3 separate regions of the Mus musculus genome follow, and regions 1 and 2 are each linked to region 3. The links are chromatin contacts, called in public HiChIP or PLAC-seq and Micro-C maps. All regions are on one chromosome and are shown on one strand. Each heading gives the region's core, a stretch centred on a gene start, on an enhancer-like site or on the middle of the called end of the contact. The rest is flanking DNA. Distances are from core to core; before and after follow the strand shown. Region 1 holds the start of Cdc42ep1 (CDC42 effector protein (Rho GTPase binding) 1). Region 2 holds the start of Cbx6 (chromobox 6). Region 3 holds the start of Maff (v-maf musculoaponeurotic fibrosarcoma oncogene family, protein F (avian)).

Region 1 (4,432 bases), core at 344-2,843, 500 kb after region 3:
TTTTACATGGGGGTTGGGGGAAGAGACCCAGATCACAGAACAAAAACAGCGTGAACCCTGGAGCTGACATTTTACCAACACTGGCAGAATGGCCTTGCCCTCTGAGAGAAGGTGGTAGCTAAGGAGAAGCTAGCATGAGAGGAACGGGACTCAGGCTCTGCACTTCGGCATCCGGGACCAGGGCATGAGTGGCCACAGTGAGGCTTAGTACCCCCACAGAACTCTTATATTTACTGTGCAATGGTCTGGGCACGTGGCCAGGGCTCCCTCAGTAGTAATGACCACAGGGACAAGTTTTGGGGCATTGGCCGGCTCCACTCACTCAGAGGCCAACGGGGTGGATGTGGAGGCAAGGAAGTGGGGTAAGAGAAGCCACTCCGATGGTGGGGAAAGAGAGGGAGCAGAGCAGAAGAGCAGAAGCGCTGCTCCTTGGAGTACCCAGACACACCCTCAGGCAGGTGTGCAGAGCCCCACCTCCCGGACAGCCTGCTGGGGGCGCCGGAGGGGAAGTGTGGGTACAGTGGCTCTTTGATAGATAGCAACACTGAAACCGCGGGATTTTGTTGCTTCCTATTTTCCCCAATTTGTGACATTTGAGATTAGAAGTCCTCCAGGGACATCCCCTCAAAGTCCAGCACTTTGGGGTGGAAGACAGGGAAACTAAGACAAACTGCCCAGAGTCACTGTCCCAGATCAGACTTCTCTGAACTTCGTTGAGCCGGTAGGACAGAAGGGAACCACTGGAAAGTGGGAGGAAAGACGTGTGTGTTGTTGAAAAGGTCTTGCTATATATCTCCCAGGCTGACCTCGAAATTGTGACCGTCCTGCCTCAGTTTCCCAAGTGGTGGCGGTATTAAATTGTGTGTGACACTACCGACTAAGACGTCTTCTTGCCCCAGCACCCCAAGTTAAAGCTAGGCAGTCCCCCCCTCCACCGCTGTGCTCTCTCAGCCTCAGTTTCCCAGTGTAGAAAAACGGCCTTCAAACTTGGCGAGTTGGGACAAGGGCACAATCAGTTGGGATGGGAAGTCCAGGAAAAACTTCAACCAGGAAACATTCCCTTCTGGGAACCTCATAAGAGAGACTTTGGGAGAGTCTCTCGCTCCCGTCCGGCGCGGGCAGAGGGCAGCGGCTGCCGTGGCCAGAAGGGAACCGGACGGGATGACCTCATCCGCTGCTCCAGCCTGGAATGCAGCTGGGGAGGGGGCAGGGTGCCCTGTCCCCATCGTCCGTCCCCCCCACCCCCCAGCTTCCCGCTCCCGCGCTGGCGTCGCCGAGAGGCCCTGGGGTCCCTTCCCTTCCGCTGCCCGCGCAGGAACGCGGCAGACGGCCCTGGGCACCTCTGCTCGCGTCCCAGTATACTGCGTTACCCTTCGGTTTTGGTGCCCTGAGCCGTCCCGCAACGTGACAAAACCACCCGAGAAGTCTGAACTTTCCAGCCTCCTACGGATTGGCCCCGCGCACCCTCCGCGCCCAGGACTGTACGCACTCCCCCGGCCCGCGCCCACGATTACCTCGTGTCGTCGAGCCCGGGGGGTCCAGGGGCGGGCGCGGCGGCGGCGCGTCCCAGCGCTACCCGAGAGTCGCTGGGCCGGTCTGCGCCGCCCTGGCCGCGGGCTCGGCCGCCAGATCCCGGGGCGGGGGCGGGCTGCGGGCTCCCTCCGCCCCTGCTCCGCCCGCGGCGGCCGCGCCCCCTCCCGGGCTGGCTGGCCACGCCGCGAGCGCTGCAGTGGCGCGGCAGGGATGCCAAGCCAGGCCAGGCCCCTGCCCACCACCCCTAGGCGGGGCGACCTCGGGAATGTTCGCTCTGTCTTGAGCCCGGACTGCCTGGAGGAGGCCACTGGGACTCTTTGCTGCCCACTGCTCCTTAGATGACCTCGGGGAGTCCAGGATTGACAGCCCTGTCCTGGGCCTCCAGCCTTTCCTTGCTGGGGCGGGAGGAACTGACCAGAAGACTCGCTGGAATTTTTTTCTTTCTTTCTTTCTTTCTTTCTTTCTTTCTTTCTTTCTTTCTTTCTTTCTTTCTTTCTTTCTTTTTTTTTTAAATGTGGGGCATTCACTCTTTCCCATTTTCTCCATTCCCCATTCCTGGCAACCCAATACAAGCCCCGTCGGGTGCCAGCAGAATATTTAGCTGCTCTGGGGAAGAGGCCTTTACAGCTGACCACTATGTAGAGGGGTGTAGGGTAACCTGTGATAATCTCATGGACCCTTAAGCTGGGATGGCCCTTGTTCCTCCTTGCCTTTCAAGTGTCTCAGTTTCCCCATGGGGCCGGAGACAGGGCTCAGCAGTTAAGAGTGCTTTATGCTCTTCCAGAGGATGGAAGTTCTGTTCCCAGAAACACACACACACACACACACACACACACACACACACACACACATACCCCTACTATAGTGGAGTTATCAAAGCAGACATCAGATATTACATTATCTTCTGTTCTCCGCTCTAACAACTAAGAGAGTTGCTGAACAGGTAAATGAGGTCACACCTTAGAAACCTTTAGTGAGGCCCCCACTACTTCAAAGAAGGCACAAAGCCAGCCATGCTCAAGAAGACAGATCCTAGGCCCCTCCATCCGTGTACCCTCTGATTTTTCTGTGACGACAGACAGACAGGAATCCTGGGGGCTGTGTGTGGCAGTACATGTCCCTAAGGTAGTCTGGGAGTGGGGTATTGAGCAAGGTTCCCTAAAGGAGCAGGAAGCCAGGTTAAGTTTTAAATAGAGATGCAGAGGGCCTAGGAAGTTCACACTGGACAGACTGTGGGCAAAGGCTTTGAGCTCAGAGGCAGGGATGGAGCTGGGCGGTACTGTCCCTGCAGGGGTGAGGAGCCCTAAGGACCGAGGGGGACAGGACAGGACAAGCTCTTACTCCTCCCTCACAGAATGCTGTGCTTCAGGGTTGGCACTCTAAACCCTCACGCTAGCCGACAGGGGGTGGATCATTTTTTCCCAGATGGACAGATGGAGAAACTGAGGCCCAGAGAACACCAGTGGCAGGCAGAGAAGACTGAGATACAGCAGTTCCAGATCTTTCCCCCCAGGGCCACCCAGGGAAATTGGGGACAGTGTCCCAAAGACTCAGAGGCACAGAAACTCATGGAACACTGTGGGAGAGAACTGGGCCGGGCAGGGCCTGGGTATTTAACTATGGTCAGGTGTCTGTGCGTGCATATGTGCGTGCATAGGTGCAATTAAAAATCGCTCAGCTTTTATTGCGCACCTAACGCATACCACGTGTAATCACATTTAATCTCCGTGACAGCTCCATGGGGACAATCCTGTCATCGGGTCTGTTTTGCAGAAAGAGTGAAGTGACTTGTCCATGGCCTCCTCCTTTGGCAGGATGGCCGCATTTCCTGTTTGTAGGGAGCACCAGTGCCCCAGTGTGATTAGCAATAGCCCTTACTTTCCCTCTCAAAGGTGTTCTGGCTGGCTGGAAAACGACTTATCCCTCCAGTCAGGGTTCCTGGAGCAACTCAGAATAATTGGCTCTGTGTCAAAGACCCAGAGTGCCAGGCTAGCTGTGAGCACAGGGTAGACATCTCTTTAAAATGGGCCTAGCTCCAGGGCAGGCATTTACCATACCTGAGGGTGTGTTTGCAGTCTTTGCTTTGTTTGTTGAGACAACATCTTACTATGGATGGAGCATCCCAGCAGCCTGGAGTTCATTATATAGACCAGGCTGGCCTTAAACTCACAGAGCTCTGTCTGCCCCTGCCTCTGGTGTGCCGGGAGCAAAAGCTTGCATCATCACAGAAGCTGATGGGAGAAAGCTGTCTGGATGCAAGTGTTTACTCTCCTCCACTCTTGCGCCATCCTCTGTACCCTGGCTCAGTGGTTCAGAACCTCCTAACCTCTGGACCAGATTCCAGGGACTCCCTCTCTCCCAGCTGGTGGTGTGGCAATCTTGTGGACCGACATTGTCTTCCCATTGTACAGATGGGGGAACTGAGGGTGAGAGGGACCCTTGCTCACAGTTGTAGGTTGTCTCTAGGTAAGTCTATCTCCATGTAGGCTGCATTCCCTGCTCCTGGTCCCACTCCAGATTGAAGGCTCTGACTCAGTTTCCTCTGGAAAATGGTAGGAAAAGAAGAGTCTTGGGATCCAGGAATCAGGGGTGAGCACCCCCCCTCTTCTTGCATCTTTCTCCTCTTCTGAGTTTCTGAAGTCCCCTGTCTGCCTCCAAGGCTGTGGTGTGCCAGGAGTGCAGGAGTTAACTCTACCAGAGCCCTAATTACCATGCAGGATGCAGAACAAATGGCTCCCAGCTGGGGAAGGAAAGGGGAGCTCTGCTGACAAGAGACGCCTGGGATTCTCCGGTACTAAAAGCACCAAGCCCTAGGGCTCTGTACTCCCAGGGCTCAGCTGCCCTGACTTCACCCTTATAGACTGGGATGGGGATTTATGGGAAGAAAATATGTCTGAGC
Region 2 (4,752 bases), core at 1,386-3,885, 490 kb before region 3:
TGTAAGTGCTGGCCACAAGAATATGAGAATTTAAATTTGGATTCAGAACATGCATGTGAAAAGCCAGGCGCAGTAGTACTGGCTGCAATTTCAGTACTGTTTTGTTGATGTGTGTGTGTGTGTGTGTGTGTGTGTGTGTGTGTGTGTGATTTGCTGGCCAGTCCAACCAATCAGTAAGCTTCATGTTCAGCTGAGAGACGCTGTCTTGAAAAATAAGTTGAATAATGATTGAGAGAGACTCCTAGGAACCTCTGGCTTCCACATGCATAGGCGCATACTCACAGGCATGCGCACACAGGCATACACCCACAAACTGAAACAGAGAAACCGGTCTAGAGAGGGCAACAGGGACCATGTAAGAAGGCATAGTCCTGATATGCTTGGATTAAGGTTGATGCCACGGAGAGGTTATTCTGGTCCAATATAACCACGGGGTCCGCTTGAAGAAGCATGAAGATAGTCAGTGGTGGTGAAGTGTCCATAGGATTAGAAATGTGAGTGGGGTATGGTGGCGCACGCCTTTAATCCCAGCTCTCGGGAGGCAGAGGCAGGCGATTTCTGAGTTCGAGGCCAGCCTGGTCTACAAAGTGAGTTCCAGGACAGCCAGGGCTATACAGAGAAACCCTGCCTTGAAAAACCAAAAAGAAAAAAAAAAAAAAAAAAAAAAAGAAATGTGAGCAACACAACCGAGTGCCAAAGGAGTGACAGTGGCCTCTAGAAGCCCCCTGAGGCCAGGGGCTGTTTATGTGTTCAGGGTTCTTAGCCTTGACTTTAGCTCAATGTCTGTGACCTGGGACATCTGCACTCCAGAGCGGGTCATGTTACGCTGCTCTATTTGGAGCTGTTTGTTACAGCAGCAACTTGACACAAATCCATCTACTGCTGGGGAACTATCTGCACCTTGAGGTCACGCAGGGAGAAAGGCAATTTTCTCACCGCACTGACTTTTGTTTCCCAAAGCTTCCACAATGGCTCACAAAGACTGCTGAGTGATCTGCTATGTGGATAGGTGGCCATCTTCTTCATCCTGTGGCCTCCTCAGCTTGCACAAGCACAGACACCCACACATTCAACTTACCTGCTCATCCACGCCACCCCACCGGGGCAGAACAACTCTCTACTTAGGTGATGTTCACCTCAGGTTTGCTGTCTTGCCAGCTAAGAGGATTTTCTCAGTAGCATAAAGACTTTGAGGGGGAGCAGAAGGATTTCAGTCAATGTACTTTCTATACATATCTGCAGGCGTGCAGGGATGGAAAGCTGAGATTTTCATCAGTGAATTTGCACCTTCAAGAAATGGTGCAATCGCGGGGAGACTTGTACAACCCTGTGCCCCCACCCCATTCTAATAAGCCAATCATGAAATCAAAAGATAATCCTGACCCTTACAAATCCCCACCCCTCCTCCAGCCCAGCCCTAGACAACAGGTGAACAGAGCAAAATCAGTGTTAATGTCCAATCAATATCATTAAGGGAGGATAGCATCTCCAGTGTGAATAGTACAACCCTATAGTGCTTAAACATTTAAATAGATAGAACATGTGTGCCTGTGTTCTCCAAGTAGGTGATGTATCTATGCATATTCATGCAGGCCCGAGTTTAGGGAAAGAACTGGGCTAGAGGACCCCAATGACTTAATACAGGTTATGAATTGCTCCTTCCCTTTCGTTTCCTTATTTATATGTGGTTAATTTTTTTTTCTTTTTGCAAAGAACAAGACCACTGGCCTAATGGAAACTCCGATTAAATAATTTTTCAATGTGTGTTTCCAGCGAGGTGGGCTACATCCAAGAGGGAAAGTTCCAGATCCCACTTGCGCCTCCCAGGAGCAATGGCGGAGTCATTCCTGCAGCTGTGGTTTGTAGAATTATGCTGTGGCCTGCGGCCTGAAAATCCCAATACAGATTTGACCATGAAGGCGGGTTCTGCTGAGTGACCCAAAGAAAGACTGCTTTGGACTCAATCTGGGATGCCCTGCGGTTCTCTTTTGAGACCTCTCTCTCTTTGGTTTATAAACACACTCGCCAAGGTCTACTTGTAGGTGTTGAGACCATGGTCGCAGGCCTGGGTCACCTCTGCAGTCACCCCCCCCCCCCCGCCGCCCCCTTCCTGCTGTGGCGTTTTTGTTTTAACTTATCTGAACCGGTTACAAAACCACACTCCCACGAATACATAAATAATGGATGGGGTGATGTGTTAAAGAAATCCCCACAAGGCCTGGCAAAGCTGCAGTGAATGCATTTCTGCTGTATCATATTTAACTGTTTGCAAACGTCTGCAGGAGGATGCACAGCGCCTAGAGACTCCTGGGCCTATCGCATCTCTCTGTCGAGGGCCTGGCAATTCTGGCATGAGGAGTTACAAGGAGGGTAGGAGGTGGCAGGGATCCTGGGCCTGCAGGATGAAGTGGGACAATGTAGGATTGCACTGCACCTCACTCGGCTTGGCAGCAGCCAAGCATCCATCGGTCTCCCGCCAGGACTGCGGGGGAGAGGACAGGCCCCTTTAAGAGCCTTCGCGCGCCCCCGCCCCGCGAGCGCTCATTTTCCCTAGCAACCGCCCCGGGGGAGGGGGAGGCCCTGGCAACGGCGCTCAGGCCCGGAGCATCACGTGACGGCCCGCAGCTGGAACGCGAGCGCGCGCCCCGCCGAGCGCCCGCCCGCCGGGGGCCTGAGCGCTGGGGCGCGTGCGCGAGCGGTGCAGCACCGGCCGCGGGAGCAGGGAGTATTATGGGCTGTGGGTGCCGCTGAGCAAGATGGAGCTGTCTGCAGTAGGCGAGCGGGTCTTCGCGGCCGAATCCATCATTAAACGCCGGATCCGCAAGGTGAGCCCTCGGCCGGGACAGCCCTGTGTTCCCCGCGGTGGTGTCGGAGCCCGCGGGGCCCTCGGGGTGCAGTGGTCCGGCTAGCCGGGTTCCCTCAGCCACCCCCGCGCCGCCGCCTCCTCGCGTCCCTGCATCTTCCCCACCCCCACCCCCTATTTTTTTTTTTTTCCTTTCTGTTTTTCAGGGACGCATCGAGTACCTGGTGAAATGGAAAGGGTGGGCGATCAAGTGAGTGTCGTGGGTCGTTGGCATGGGGACTGGGGAGGCGGCAAGAAGACACCTGGGCCTTGGATAGGGGGTGCGTGCTTGAGCCCTCGCGGTGTGCCCCTGCCCCTTGGGTTTTCATTTTGCTCTTCTGTACGCGTGACTCGGCAGGTACAGCACTTGGGAGCCAGAGGAGAACATTCTGGATTCGAGGCTCATCGCAGCCTTCGAGCAGAAGTGAGTTGGAGAAGCTGGCAGGCGCGGTGGGGCGCCGCGCAGGGAAGCGGGAAAGGCGGGCAGGGTCGGGGAGTGGGGCCCAGGAAGGGACCCTTTTTCATCTTTGGCGTTTCTTGACTACAGGGAAAGGGAACGTGAGCTGTATGGGCCCAAGAAGAGGGGACCTAAACCCAAAACTTTCCTCCTAAAGGTAACCTGGCCCAGCCCCAGCAGCCCCCGCTCGGGCCCCCAGCCAGGGCGCAGCACAGGGCCGGCCTGCAAGGGAGGGACAGATCCGCCGCTGCCTAGGCGGGCAGGCTTTTCCAGAGGGGCCCCAGCTGGGCAGGGGGTGGTTGTGAGTCCCTGACAAGTCCCTGGCAGCGGGCCGTAGCCAGCCCAGCCAGAGGGGCCTGGGAGTGGGGTAATCAGGGATGAAACCAGGAACTGGGGGTGGGGGATCGACTGTGCTCCAGGAAGCGGGTGAGTGAAGCAGGTGGGGCATACTCAGGGGAGGAGGTGACTGGGAAGTTCTTTTCGCTAGTGAGACCCTTCATCTCCTCCAGCCTTGAACACACTGGCCTGTTTTGTGATTTAGAGTCTTGGAGCTGTTGAGTATAGATAGGCTTACCTCCTGGCAAAACACTGGCCTCCCATGCCCTATAACTGCCCACCTCCTTTGGAGTGTATTCTGTACCTTCTCCCATAGCACTTGGGGGCCCGGCTTGAATTTGACCTTAAATTACTTCAACCTGAATTTGATCATTCACACTGGACTACCAGCTTTCGGGTCCTGAGCCTGTCTACCCCTAATCCTGATATTTCTGGAGGTTCCAATGAAGATGGGGTGGGGCATGGTGAACATAGCCTGTTTGGCAAGAGAGCGAAGAACTTCATGGGAAGCCATCTTGGAGAGTTAGGGGTGTTTTTGTTTTTGTTTTGTTTTGTTTTGTTTTGTTTTTGATGAGGAAGAACAGAGCCTGGGAAGAGGAGAGCAAGACGATCCCTGATGGCCACTTAATGCAAGGCGGTCAGTGTCTGCCTCCGTAGTTTCCCTAAAGAACTAACGATGCCCCAGGTCTTCTCACCAAATTTGGCACCAGCACAACACGGGAAGAGCTCCTTGGAGAAGAGACTGCAAGATGCAGAACCTCTTAATCTCCAATTTGTCCAAAGAGCTCCAAGCTCAGTGGGGGAAGGGTGGACCAGACCCCGCTGTCTTGGCCCCCTGCGCTGTCTTGGCCCCCTCCGCCAGCCAAAAGACTGGGTGTAAAGAATTAGCCTTGGACCAAATGCAAATGTGGCAAAAAAAACCCCTTGGTTTCTGGAATCCTATTGTCGCGTACCCCTACTCCCCCGCCTCTAGCCACGGTGCATCTTCGGGGATTAACTCAGCAACCTTAACCCTGATGCTTGATGGTGGGGAGGGAGTGGGCAGAGCAGCTGGAAGACTGGTGGGCTGTGTTGACAGCTTGTTGGCGCCCCTGGAGCACCCTCTAGTGGTCAAGGC
Region 3 (5,089 bases), core at 1,010-3,509:
ATCTGGCCCAGCAGCTTCCAGGGGCACTGAGATGGGGGCCAGCAGCCCCGTACCACCACAGCCACAGACAAACTGGTCTGACCACCACGCTTCCTGCCACGGTGAGCATATACCCCCTCACACCATGAGCTCAAATAAATTTGTCCTCCTTTCCAAAATAAATAAGGTGAAGAGACGGCTCAGTGGTTAAGAACACTCCTACAGAGAAGACCCAGATTTGGTTCCCAGCAACCACATGACTGGTAACTACAATTCCAAGGGACCCAAAACCCTCTTCTGACCTCTGCTGGCACCAGGTACACACCCAGTGCAAACATATACATGCAGACAAAATGCTTGTTAAACAAAAAAAGTGTCCCCTGGAGACTCAAGGGAAAACCATCTTTCAATGCTAAGTTTCCATCTGTCAGTGAGCCAGTTAGCCACGTCCCCTCACCTCTGATCCCCCAGCTTTACTGGGAGATGTTTCCTGATGAGGTTTGAGGATGGACCCACATGATTCCTGTGGGCCTGGCTGCAAACCCCTAACCCCCAATTCTATCCAGCCCCGGTCCTTGGGATGGCCTCTGCTTTCCCTGTTTCCCCTGGAAAACAGGCTGTGCATCTCAGCTTCCAGAGCGTCTTGCAGAGCTCTCCTGCCATCATACTGCAGATGGGGACCCTGGAATCCTCACAGTGGTAGCAGAACTCACTGGGCTCAAAGTTAAAATATCACTGATTCCACCCCCTAACTAGTTCAGTTGCCACCTCCTCGGACTCCAGCACCCTCGGGTGGGGGAGGGGGTAAGAGGGAAAGTCTTGAGTGGGATCACGGGGGTTCCCAGAACAGGTGTTCTCAGGCAGCGCTCCTCTCCCACATTAACCCTTCCCTCAGGAAGATCAGGGGTTAGCACTGGCTGCTGATCTTGCTGGGCATGGGTAGACTCCAGGTGTGCCAGCTGGCCCAGTATTTAAGTAGCCCTGGGGTCCAGGGTGGAAAGGGGGAGGATGACGGAGGGTGGAAGGGGCGGGAGAAAAATTCCAGACCTGGTGTGACCACCGATCGGTCTACACAGAGGTCCAGTCTAAGGAGTCCAACCTGAGGAGTGTGACAGTGGGCCTCATGCCATCCTCCTGGACCCAGCAGGTGCAGCCTCAGACACCCAGACCAACCACAGTCGCCAACAGAATAGTCCGGGAGCCTTGTGTTCTCCAATCTGTCACAAACTTTCTGGCCTTGCCTGTTTCTCCTGAGACTGGAAGAATGGGACAATCCAGGGGTGGACAGTCCATACTGAGCCGGAAAACTTGGGGCTAAGGAAGGACTCCCATGTACTAGGTTCCCAGATCCACCAGGTGGCCAGGAGAAGACTGGCTCGCTAACCTCTGCTCTATTCTAAGCTGCAGGCACCCGCGCTGGGCGAGGAACAAACACTGATGTCACATGGCTCCAGCCAGGGGAAACTCCAGAGACAACAGGGACCGGGCAGTCCCGGCTGGTGGAAAGGGGGAGGATGACGGAGGGTGGAAGGGGCGGGAGAAAAATTCCAGACCTGGTGTGACCACCGATCGGGCCACTTCCTTCGCTCGGGTCCTTATTCCGCATTTGCTCCAGTGGACACTGGTGCGCACCCACTTCAAGATACACTGGGCTAGTGTCAGTCTCCAAGGAGCGCGTGCGGCCACACACACAAACACACACCCCGAAGTACACCGTGTGCACGCAGCCCGCAGAACTCAGGACGCTCCCCAAAGAACACAGCCGCACGCACGCCACCGGGAGACGTAAACAAACCGCGCACACAAGGTGCTGGGCGCGGCTCCAGGGACTGTTCTCACCGAGTCACGTACGTGCACGCCCCGCCCCCGCCCCCGCCCCGGCTTCCTCCGGGGCCCGCGCACCGCCTCCCAGCCAGCCCCTCGGAGGCCCCTCCGGGAGCTGATGTTAAGGGGGCGCCGAAGGGGCAGGAGGACCACGCGCCGCCCAGGCAGGACCCGGAGCTCACACTTCTGGAGCTCGGTCCCCGTCCCTGACGCGTCCTTACCGCTCTCCGCCAGGCCCGGCGCTCAGTGCGTGCTTGTCGCGGCTGTCGCGGTGGCGGTCCTTGGCCGCTCTCGAGCCCCACTCCTCTCCGATCGGGACCGCAGTTCACTAGGAACCCGGCTCCGCGCAGCGCCGCTCCGAGTTTTGTTATGGGGCAGGCGGCGAAGGGGGCTGGAGCCGCGCGCAGTTGTAAGGCGAGCTTCCCGGAATTACTCACGCACAGGATTCCTTTCATTCATAAAAACCCAGTCATGCAGTGACGTCACCGCCCCAGCCGCCAGCAAGCCCCAGAGCGGCCGCCTGGAGCCGAGACCCCGCCCACGCCCGAGTGAGGCGCCGCCCCCAGTAGACCCCGCTGTAGGAGCCCACAGCCAGAGCCGCCACGGTTCTCCGTGCTGGGACTGTGTCCTCTGGATGCATTCACGTGACACCTCTGGAGAACGGCGTGGGTGGAGGTGTCATTTGCTTTGCTTTACAGTTCACTGTCTGGCCTCTTCTCTCGTCGATCTACATCCTTTGTCCGGATGACCTCATCCAGTCTCGTGGTTTTAAGTGCCTTCTCTGTACCTGTGAACCGTAGGTTTGTATTTCCGAAGCCACAGCAATTGCCTACCCCTGGTCTTCACGTGGTGTCGGCTCCATATCTTCAACCCTACCTCCACTCGCCCCAGGGACGCTTTCCCTGTGGGTCGATGTGCTTGCTTGTTACTAAACTCTGATGCCTAACGTTCAGACCCCACAACTTCCAAGGTGGAAGGAGACAATGACTCCAGAAAGCTGACCTCTGATCTCTACGTACTTAGAGCGGTGGAATGGGTCCATTCACACACAGACACATAACAAATAAGTGAATTTAAGGAAAACACAAGTTATAAGAAAAAGGTGTTCAAAAAATTTACCTCTGAACTCAAGTTCTCAATTCTAGAAAATACACAATCCTGTTCACCACCCTCCCCCACCCCCCACACACCCTTTTCCTACCTTCTAGAGAGCTGAGGCTGTGCCTGGCAAATAGTAGGTGCTCAACTAATGAAGAAATCCAGTAGACCTGTATGACAGTGAGGACCCCATGTGGCTAGATCCATCGCCCACATCCTCAGCCTAGGAGAACAGGGAGCCAGGCTTCTGCATCCACACCCTACTGCCCACAGAAGTCGATCTTTTGGTAATGGCCAAGCAATGTTGTGCAATGCTGCGTTTAGCAGTGGGGTTGGCCTTCTCACACTGTCTTTCCAGTGGCAGAGTCATGAGACGCCCCGCAAAAAATGGTATCCTGGGAGAAGAGGCTTCAGAGCTCAAGTGGCTGGAGGAGAGAATGATTTGGGATCTATCACATCTTTTTATCTTTCAGTGAGATCTTTGCCCATGTCACTGATCTTTCTGGTAAGAGGGACTGGTGGGTAGAATGAAGGTGAGAGAGCTGAGGCCTCCCTGTTGGCTGTCCTGCCAGACTGCACACTGTCACCCCCTCTACCAAACTCTGAGTCACAGGATGAAACAAGGCTACCAGACCCAGGACCCGTGAAACCTCGGAGTTCTTGCTCACTTGAGATGAAAGGGGAGACCGGTTGAGGGTGTCACTTCCATCCCCTCTGACAGCCTGCAGAGGAAGGCAGGTCAGTGTGGGCACTTGTCTGGACCCTGGCCTGCTCAGGTTACTCTTTGTTTGATAAGCTGCCTTCCTGAAAGACCTGGCCTGAGGCCACTCCCACTGCCTAAGTCTGGGACATCTTCAGCATTTAAACAGAGCAAGCCTGGAGTGTTCACACTGGTAGAAATTAAGAGACAAAAGCAGAGAAACCTGCCTTTTCTTTTCTCTTCCTTTCTTTTTTCTTCCTTCCCTCCTCCTCCTCCTCCTCCTCCTCCTCCTCCTCCTCCTCCTCCTCCTCCTCCTCCTCCTCCTCCTTCTTGTTTTGTTCCAAGAGAGCACAATGGCCCTAGAAAATGACCATAGAGCCACCCCACTGTAATAAGATATTGCAATAGGGACCATCAGCAGATATGTGTGTTTGACAAGAAGCAAGATATTCACATACTTGGAGCCAGCCAAGATGGCTCAGGAGGTAAAAGGCACTGTCACCCAAGGATGCAAGTTTGATAACAAGAGTTTAATCATCCAGAATCCATGTAATGTCAAAGGAGACTACTGACCCCACAGAGTTGCCTTCTGACCTCGACATGTCACATACAAACACACACATAAACATACATAATACATAATACATTCATACACACACATACACTTATACACACACATATACACTCACATACACAGACACATAAACATACATAATACATAATACATTCATACACACACATACACTTATACACATACACACACACATACACTCATACACAGACACATAAACACACAAGGAGAGAGAAGGAAGGAGGGGCAGGGAAGAAAGGAGCAGGATGAGAGAGGGAGAGAAAAATGATGGTGAATAAAGAATATGAATAAAAAAATAAAGAAGATAATGAATAAACCTTTTTTTTAATTAAAAAAAAAGGTATTTCTGGCTGGCGAGTTGGTTCAACAGTTAAGGGCACATATTACTCTTACAGAAGACCTGAGCTAGGTTCTCATCGCCCACATCATCTCCTGTAACCGCAGCTTCACAGGTATCTGACACCTCCCTGCAGCTGGCCACCTGTGCTCACATGTACATACCCACATGGACACACATATACACATAATCAAAGATATTAAAAAATAGCCTTAAAGGGAGAGTCTCATAATTTCAAGGTAATTTCTCACAAGAGAACTATTAACTATTATTTTTATGTTTTTATTTTATTTATTACTAGCGTGTGTGTGTGTGTGTGTGTGTGTGTGTATGAGAGACTAGGTCAGAAGGCCAACGTTCAGAAGTCAGTGCTCTCCTTCTACTGTGGGTTCCAGGAATCAAACTCTGGTCATCAGGCCGCCACAGCAAGCACTTTTCCAGATGGAGCTTTTTCGCTGGCTTGAAAGAGTTAATTATTAACTCTGGAAAGAACATAGTAACTCTACAATGGAGAAAATGGCAGACTCAGCCTTCCCTAAGTGATCCAAGCTAACACACC

Evidence for each region. Hi-C and Micro-C count contacts between places; a contact is called where the count stands out from the background. HiChIP or PLAC-seq counts read pairs in DNA pulled down with a chosen protein or histone mark.
Region 1: a Micro-C map of embryonic stem cells shows a contact between it and region 3, with 1.9 times the contacts expected there. The contact joins the promoter of Cdc42ep1 here to the promoter of Maff in region 3. A contact is called at or near these places in 1 of 39 promoter capture datasets (liver), 1 of 484 Hi-C or Micro-C datasets (embryonic stem cells) and 1 of 115 datasets of contacts at active chromatin or transcription factors (memory CD8 T cells).
Region 2: an HNF4G HiChIP or PLAC-seq map of pancreatic cancer cells shows a contact between it and region 3. The contact joins the promoter of Cbx6 here to the promoter of Maff in region 3. A contact is called at or near these places in 1 of 39 promoter capture datasets (pre-B cells) and 1 of 115 datasets of contacts at active chromatin or transcription factors (pancreatic cancer cells).

Annotation. Positions count from the first base shown.
Region 1 is chr15:78,839,808-78,844,239 of GRCm38.p6, reverse strand. Cdc42ep1 (CDC42 effector protein (Rho GTPase binding) 1) reads right to left here and starts at 1,593. Exons shown (of 3, transcript NM_027219.3): 1 at 1,515-1,593.
Region 2 is chr15:79,832,216-79,836,967 of GRCm38.p6, reverse strand. It overlaps Cbx6 (chromobox 6), which reads left to right and starts at 2,635. Exons shown (of 5, transcript NM_028763.3): 1 at 2,635-2,825; 2 at 3,010-3,053; 3 at 3,201-3,266; 4 at 3,390-3,456. The coding sequence starts at 2,757. It overlaps Npcd (neuronal pentraxin chromo domain), which reads left to right and starts at 2,635. Exons shown (of 9, transcript NM_001013362.2): 1 at 2,635-2,825; 2 at 3,010-3,053; 3 at 3,201-3,266; 4 at 3,390-3,456. The coding sequence starts at 2,757.
Region 3 is chr15:79,344,690-79,349,778 of GRCm38.p6, reverse strand. Maff (v-maf musculoaponeurotic fibrosarcoma oncogene family, protein F (avian)) reads right to left here and starts at 2,259. Exons shown (of 3, transcript NM_010755.4): 1 at 2,025-2,259.